Regions from separate parts of the Mus musculus genome. Here region 1 is linked to region 2. A link is a contact called in public Hi-C data. All regions are on one chromosome and are shown on one strand. The core of a region is the stretch at or near the end of the contact, and the rest is flanking DNA. Distances in the headings are between cores, read along the strand shown.

Region 1 (3,548 bases), core at 301-2,800, 410 kb before region 2:
CAAAATTTTGTGACAACACAAAATCTATGGCAAATACTAGATAATGAAGCAAGTCCAAAAAGCCAAAATTACATGAGTGATGATTTAGCTTAAGCTTTAAAAAAATCAAATTTAGAGTTGGCTCAGCAGTTAAGAGCACTGGCTATTCTTCTATAGGACCAGGATTCAATTCCCAGCACCCACATGGCAGCACACATCCATCTGTAACTCCAGTTCCAGGGAATCCAATGCCATCTTCTGGCCTCCACAGGCATTGCATGCATGTGGTACATAAATATGCATGTTGACAAAACATTCATACACATAGAAATAAAGATGTAAATGAAGGAATTCTGCTGTTTGCATTAGGAATACTTTTTTCTCCATATTATTTTTTTTCACAATATTTTCAAAAATGGAAGCGTTTAGAGCCAGCAAGATGCTCACCAGATAAAGATTCTTGTTTCCAAAACTCACAACCTGGGTATAGTATTGCACACCAGTACTAGGGAAGCAGAGGCAGATAGATCTCTGTGAGACCAAGGTTAGCCTGGTCTACAGAGTGAGTTTCAGGACACCCATAGCTACATAGTGAGACCTTGACTCATTCACTCACATACACATACACCATACACACATAGTGGAAATTTACAATCCACTGTGGCAAACACATAATAAATATATAAATGTAATTAAAACATTGAAGTCTTGAGAAAAAGATTTGGGTAAACTGATTTGAAAACATTAAATAAAGTAACAATTGGCCGGGCAGTGGTGGCGCACGCCTTTAATACCAGCACTCAGGAGGCAGAGGCAGCCTGAGTTCGAGGCCAGCCTGGTCTACAGAGTGAGTTCCAGGACAGCCAGGGCTATACAGAGAAACCCTGTCTCAAAAAACCAAAAAAAAAAAAAAAGAAAAGTAACAATTGATAATCCTCATCATAACCATGTGATCTGACATTATAGCATGCTTAGATGAGCTCCAATGTGTAGAAGAATCAAGAGGGAAACAGCACAGCTACAGTTTATAACTTAAGAGTCTAACAGCCCAGTACAATCTCAAAGTGTTTGCTACTTGATGTTAGCCACTTCAACGTTAGTCTTGCATGTTTTTAATCAATCTTCGAATAATCTGCAAAGTGAAGACATCTAATAAAAAATTTGAAATTAATAGTAATAAATTTAGAAGCTAAATCCATAGAGGCTGTAAACTATTAGAGAGGAAGAAGTCCTGTGATCAAATGTGAAAATTGCACTCATGACTGCAGAGTGTTCTTTTGCATTTCAACAAGCTTAAGGATTGAATGTTTCCAGCTACAGAAATAGACTGAACGTCACTCCTCATCATGTCCAGCTCACAGCCACTGCCCAGTTTGCCCTCTACAGCGTCCCTTAGAAATGAAAGGCCCCTTGTTCTCTTCTCCACCCAATGTAACATCCAAACATTTTAAATGGAACCTCACAAAACACTATTTCTTCAGTTGTTTAAAGCCGCACTATACTCTTTAGATGAATGTCCTACTCCAAGACAGGCCTCTGTAGGAAATGTACTAGTTAGGTAACATAGCAGCACTCACACTATACAGATGGCTGTGACCTATTTTTAGATGGGGAGAATATGTTCTAGGTAAGAATAGATAACCTAGAGAGTAGGGGCCAAGTAGTGTGACTGAAGTGACAGCCAGCACTCGCCAGTCTCCTTCTGGCCTTTGCTGCTCTCCCCGGGCTTGCCTTCTACCATTGCTTTTGTCAGTTAATTTCCTCATCTTTAAGGCACACGAGGGCCACCAATTTCATGCTGCACATGAAAAAAAATAATAGAACAGAATCTCAAATTCCTTTGTTAAGAGACTCAAAATAGATTTTTTTTTTAAATTACATATTAAAACTATAGCCAATGGGACCGGCTATACTAATTTTCACTACATTTAAATCCTACACCATTCAATCTAAATAAAAGCCATACAAAAATTGTCTTGACATCTGCCTCGCAGATTATACTTAAGATATCAAGTATGCACTTAAGATATATCTTATAATAGACTATGAACATTTACACATATCAGGATATTTCAATCGACAAGAGAAGCGTCAATAACTCATATCTACACAGCAGTAAAAGAAATGTATGTATTTTGAAGACGTTATCTAACAATTAGTTGTTGGGCAGATGCAGTAGACACTAGGGATAAGTTATTCAGCATGAGTAAAATGGTCTTTACTTAATGATGTCTAGAAAGAAGATATTGGCAATAAAAAAGTAGAAGCTGTTTCTGAGTGGACAAAGTAGTAAGTGTTTGTACACTGACATCTGCCAGCTATCCTCCACAAACCACAGGAACATGCACTGAGAATAAAGTTGTGCAAATGTCAGGACTTCAACTTTACTGAAGACAGAGAACACCACAAGCATCAGAGATTGTAACAGTGTCTGCAGGTCTGTTTCTGGGTCACAGAGAGAGTGTGGGGCTGGCACAGAGAAAGACCTCTGCGACTGCCTAACCCTAAAACAAGAGCTGGGCTGGACAGAACAGATCTGCATTTGAGGGATAACCCCATGAAACTTGTGAGGCAGTCTTGCAAAGCCTCTTCAGAAGAGAATAAAAGACAAGGAGTCTCTAGGAACAACGAAGGGCAAACGAAACAAGACAAAAAGTTAAGCTCTTGTTATATAAAGGAAAATTAAAACAGTGAAACACACACAACCTATCTCCTACTGCTCCTCGGAAGAGGGTGTTTTGAACTATGAGTTTATAAATCACCTTAAACTGTCATTCTGTCCACAAAAATGCAAAGATACAGGACTCATTTATAAGCACAATCAATAGAAAATACTAAAAACTCAGTAAAACGAAAAAAATTCTTGAAACCAACTATGAAGCAGAAAAAATTCTTAATATAATATTCCATGTTGAATTAAAGTTTATATAAAATTATTCAAAAAGGAGCTTGAATTGTGCACCCAAAACTAGGGACACAAGGTTGGCCAGATGGCTCAAGGGGTTAGGAACACTTGGCTGCTCTTCCAGAGGACGTGGGTTTAGTTCCTAGCACACACATGGCAGCTGACAGAGTAGGTAACTCCAGTTCCAGAATATTCAATGCTTTCTTCTGGCCTTCGAGGGTACTACAATGTGATACAAAGGCAGAACATGAAGGCAAAACACCCATAAACAAAATAAAAAATCTAAAAAAAATTGAGCAATAACAAAAATAAGGATGCTACAAAAATACATTGAAAAATGGGAGAGTTAGTTAAATTGGTGAAAAAACACTAGAAAATTAAACAAACAAAAAAAAAATGGGAAAATCCCACCTGAATTGAATTATAAGGTAAATCAAATCAAAACAAATATAGCTTTTACTCACACTTATAAATTCAGTTATTATTCCTTAATTATATACAAAAATTTCAAGAGAATAAAAGAAATATAAAGTAGGGAAAACCAGAAAATGAGTATAATTAGATATGTTGCAGAAGAAAAATAATAAGCAAGAAGAAATATTTAAATTCTATGTGCAACATGTTTTACTAACCTTTTTGTCACTGGGGATATCTAGAAAAACTG
Region 2 (3,442 bases), core at 112-2,611:
GAGTAAACAATTCAGGAGACCGAGAAGCTAGACTTTAGGGGAAGACTTCCTGTGTAAGCCTTGCTGCTAACAGCCCTAGGTTTCTTGTTTTCAATAGATCATTTGGATTTTAAAACTAGCACACAGAAAGATAAGTTATAATCCATAATTTGAGAGAGCTTTATCATCAAGTGCTCAGAACACTACGAAAACAGGGTGGTTTGTTTAATCTTCAATCCTGGGCATCAAACTCGGGGCCCTGTTTATACCAGGCCAGTGCCCACCTGTGAGCTATCTGTTTGGTCTGGAGCTCTCTGGACTGGGTCTCACCATTTAGCTAAGGCTGGCATTGGTATTGCAAAGTTGGCACAAACTCCAGATCCTCCTGCCTCAGCCTACTGAATGCTGGCATTGGCAGATGTGTGCCAGTGCACCCAGAGAAAAGCAGATTCCTAAAATAAAACCTGCACAGCAGACACAACTGAGAGTGGGCGCACTCTAATCAGGGTGGGGGGAAGGAGGCTCAGGAGCTCCGGGCCTCCTCTTAGGAGATGCACCAAACCAACAGAGGTGGGAAGGAGGTGGGTTGCTCCCGAGGAGAGAACTGCGGAAAGGACGTCCAGAACTGCTTGGTTTTGAGGCCTTTCATAACCGGCTGCCTTATGTTGCTGTAATTTCCAACACCACAGCAACAGCCTTCCGCTCCATTGGAGCTGGGCATTGCTGAGAACAGTAAGCTCGGCGGCTCAGAAGTGATCACTCTGATCCCTTACAGGAGACACCAAACTGACGATCAGGCGGAAACAACAGGATTACCAGCAGCTCCTACAGCCACACTGAACAGGAAGCAGTTCTAGGTGCAGGCAAAGCTGGATAAAGGAGCTCTAATTGGTTTTTAAAAGGGGGGCAGGGTGGGTAGAATATATAAATTCATGTCATTGAAAATCCCAAGGAGGCCCAGGCTTGCATTATTATTTTTACTCTCTTCCTATCATCCTTTTTTTAAATGACAATATGCCTCTGTTCTAGCTCCTCCAACAGAAGAATTTCTCTCCTAATTCCACCGACTCTGCAGTTGGCTGATGGTATAGCTGCTCTCACTGTCTACCTCTAAGCTGATCTCTATGGTCAACATGTCATTCTACTCTGATGTTGAGAACTGAGTCCACACTCATTTTGAGTCACAAGGAGAGAAAACAACACTTAAGCCCCCGGAGCTGAAAACAGGACAGGCTGGGCTGCCCACAGGATTGGGGACCACACAGTCTGCCCACAGGAGGACTGAGGCTGGGCTGCCCACAGGAGGAAGTGGGGCCGAAGCACAGGCAAGGTGAGGCCACTGGAGAGAGCAAGGCAGGCAGTTCAAGGAGAAATTAGATGTAGTCACCAGTGCACATGATCTGGAGAGGCTGGAGATGAAGTGAATGTCTGTGGACTCTAGACAGGGTGTCTGACTCATCTGTTCTCTGAAAGGTCAGAAATATGGGAGGGAGACAGATGGCTAGTGGATGCGAGGGTGAGTGGGAGTTTCAGAGACAGAGGCCAGGGGCTGTTGTCTATAGAAGTCTTTAGGGAAGGAAAGAACAACTTGCTGGGCCCAGATTCTGCCTGCTAGTTAACTGGATGAGGCGGCGTGCCCCACGCTGGGAGGACCGACATCAAGACTCTTCGCGTTTCTGTCCTCAAGGTCCCAAAAGAAGCTTGCAGCATAAATGCAAAGAGGGAAAGGGAAGAAAGAGTTCCTGACTCCCAGACTTTAGAGAGGGACAGGCAACGGTGAGGAGCTGACACTGTCATAAGCATCACGGAGGGGATGCCGGGAATGCCGGCGTCAGTCCAAGATCCAGAGAGGTTTTCCAGGGAAGGGGGTGCCGGAGTTCAGCTCTTTTAGGAAGCATTATGAAGAGATGAGGGGACAGGAAAGAGCCACACAGTTTCTTACTGGGCTCACCAGTGGGTCCCAGGGCCTCACACAGGAGCTTCTGAAAATGTTCACAGGCACCGCACAATTAGGCATCACTGGAGGTCACTGTAGCCCCAGGCTTGCTATGGTGTGGGAGAGAAATGGATGGAGTCAGCGGCAGAAACAAGGCAGGTGAAGAGAGACCCAAGAAAAGACAAAGAGAGTAGGTGGCTGCACAAGCAGATTCGAGGAAAAGGTGGGAGTTTGGGGACGCCCCCACTTTCCAGGGCACACCTATTGCAGAGCCCATTTCTACCCTTCCAGCCTAGAATGCCTCCCCACATCACCCGAGCCTGTTGCAGCCAGCAGAAACAGGCAAGGTAACAAAACGCAACACAAGCAGATAAGAACCTGGGGAAAAACAGTCACTTCTGAAATACCACAGCTTTTCTTTCAGAGACAGGCGATTAAAAATAAGGCGGAAAAGAATACCCCAAACCACGGACAGTGAGCGTCCAAAGTGGCAAAGTCTGTGTATAACACTGCCCTCTGCTGGCCATAGCTGGACCTGCAGCTGAATGGCAGAGGCACCTGGTGAATTGGGCTTTGAGTCACCTGTCCTGCTCTTAAGAAAGAACTGATTCCGCAGCTTTGGCTTGTAAAGTTTCTAGTTGACTGTTCTAATAAGGTTTCTAAAAACCTTAAGGGAATCGATGAGGGTTTGTTTGTTTTGCATTTTGATGTACGTGTAATGGTCACAGTCGCTTAGAGATGGGCTATAACCATAGAACAGTCTCCTAGAATTAACTAACTTTCAAATAATGTCTGATAATTCCATGAAGGTAACAGTAATGAACGACATGAATAGCATGTGTATTCATTGGCATCCTCTGTACATTACATTAAATTTTATATGTGTGTGCAGGTGACATATGAGGGGGGAAAGAGAGAGAGAGAGAGAGAGAGAGAGAGAGAGAGAGAGAGAGAGAGAGAGAGAATGAATATCATTCCACAGGCACAGTCCACCTTTCTACCTTTCTAATACTTTTTAAGACAGGTTCTCTTACTCACTGGCCTGGAGCTTGACAATTAAGCTTTGAGGACTGGCCAACCAGCCCCAGGGGCCCACTTGTTTTTATGTCCCCAGCTCTTAGATTATGGGTACCAAGTCCACCCTGTGGAGGGGAGAGCAGAGATTCCGATGGCCAGCTGCCCATCTCCACTATCTCTCCAGTATAAGATGGTTCACTGCTCTCTGGATCAGCTATCCCAAGGGCCTGTCAGCATTGAGTCCTCTGTGAGATTCTTTTGTTGCTGATGAAGAACTTCTGTTTCCTCCGTCTTATTTAAACCACAGGGTGATCAATGTCACGGGGCGCACAGAGCCCTGACCCGTGTCTCACGATGTGTTGACACATGAGAGTTTCTTTCACTCTATCTTGTAGTTGGTTGTGACAGGCTTGTCCTTCCAGAGGTTGCAGGAAGTCCTCTTTGCTTCCCCGTATTCTTTCATCCGGGTCTTTATTAATAAGGGGCTGTCATCACTAATATCACCAAATT

The links. Hi-C and Micro-C count contacts between places; a contact is called where the count stands out from the background.
Region 1: a Hi-C map of cerebral cortex shows a contact between it and region 2, with 2.5 times the contacts expected there. The contact joins two enhancer-like sites. A contact is called at or near these places in 4 of 484 Hi-C or Micro-C datasets (bone marrow-derived macrophages, cerebral cortex, embryonic stem cells and 1 more).

Annotation. Positions count from the first base shown.
Region 1 is chr13:93,397,898-93,401,445 of GRCm38.p6, reverse strand. All of the region lies in intron 9 of Homer1 (homer scaffolding protein 1), which reads right to left. Among named protein-coding and RNA genes, the nearest start is that of Gm6109, 49 kb to the left of the region's middle. Within about 2 kb of position 1,550, at least 29 of the 459 cell types and tissues checked have an H3K27ac peak or open chromatin away from gene starts, as enhancers often do. A contact at or near this core is called in cerebral cortex, where this site is marked.
Region 2 is chr13:92,985,895-92,989,336 of GRCm38.p6, reverse strand. No RefSeq gene overlaps it. Among named protein-coding and RNA genes, the nearest start is that of Gm41019, 18 kb to the left of the region's middle. Within about 2 kb of position 1,361, at least 40 of the 459 cell types and tissues checked have an H3K27ac peak or open chromatin away from gene starts, as enhancers often do. A contact at or near this core is called in cerebral cortex, where this site is marked.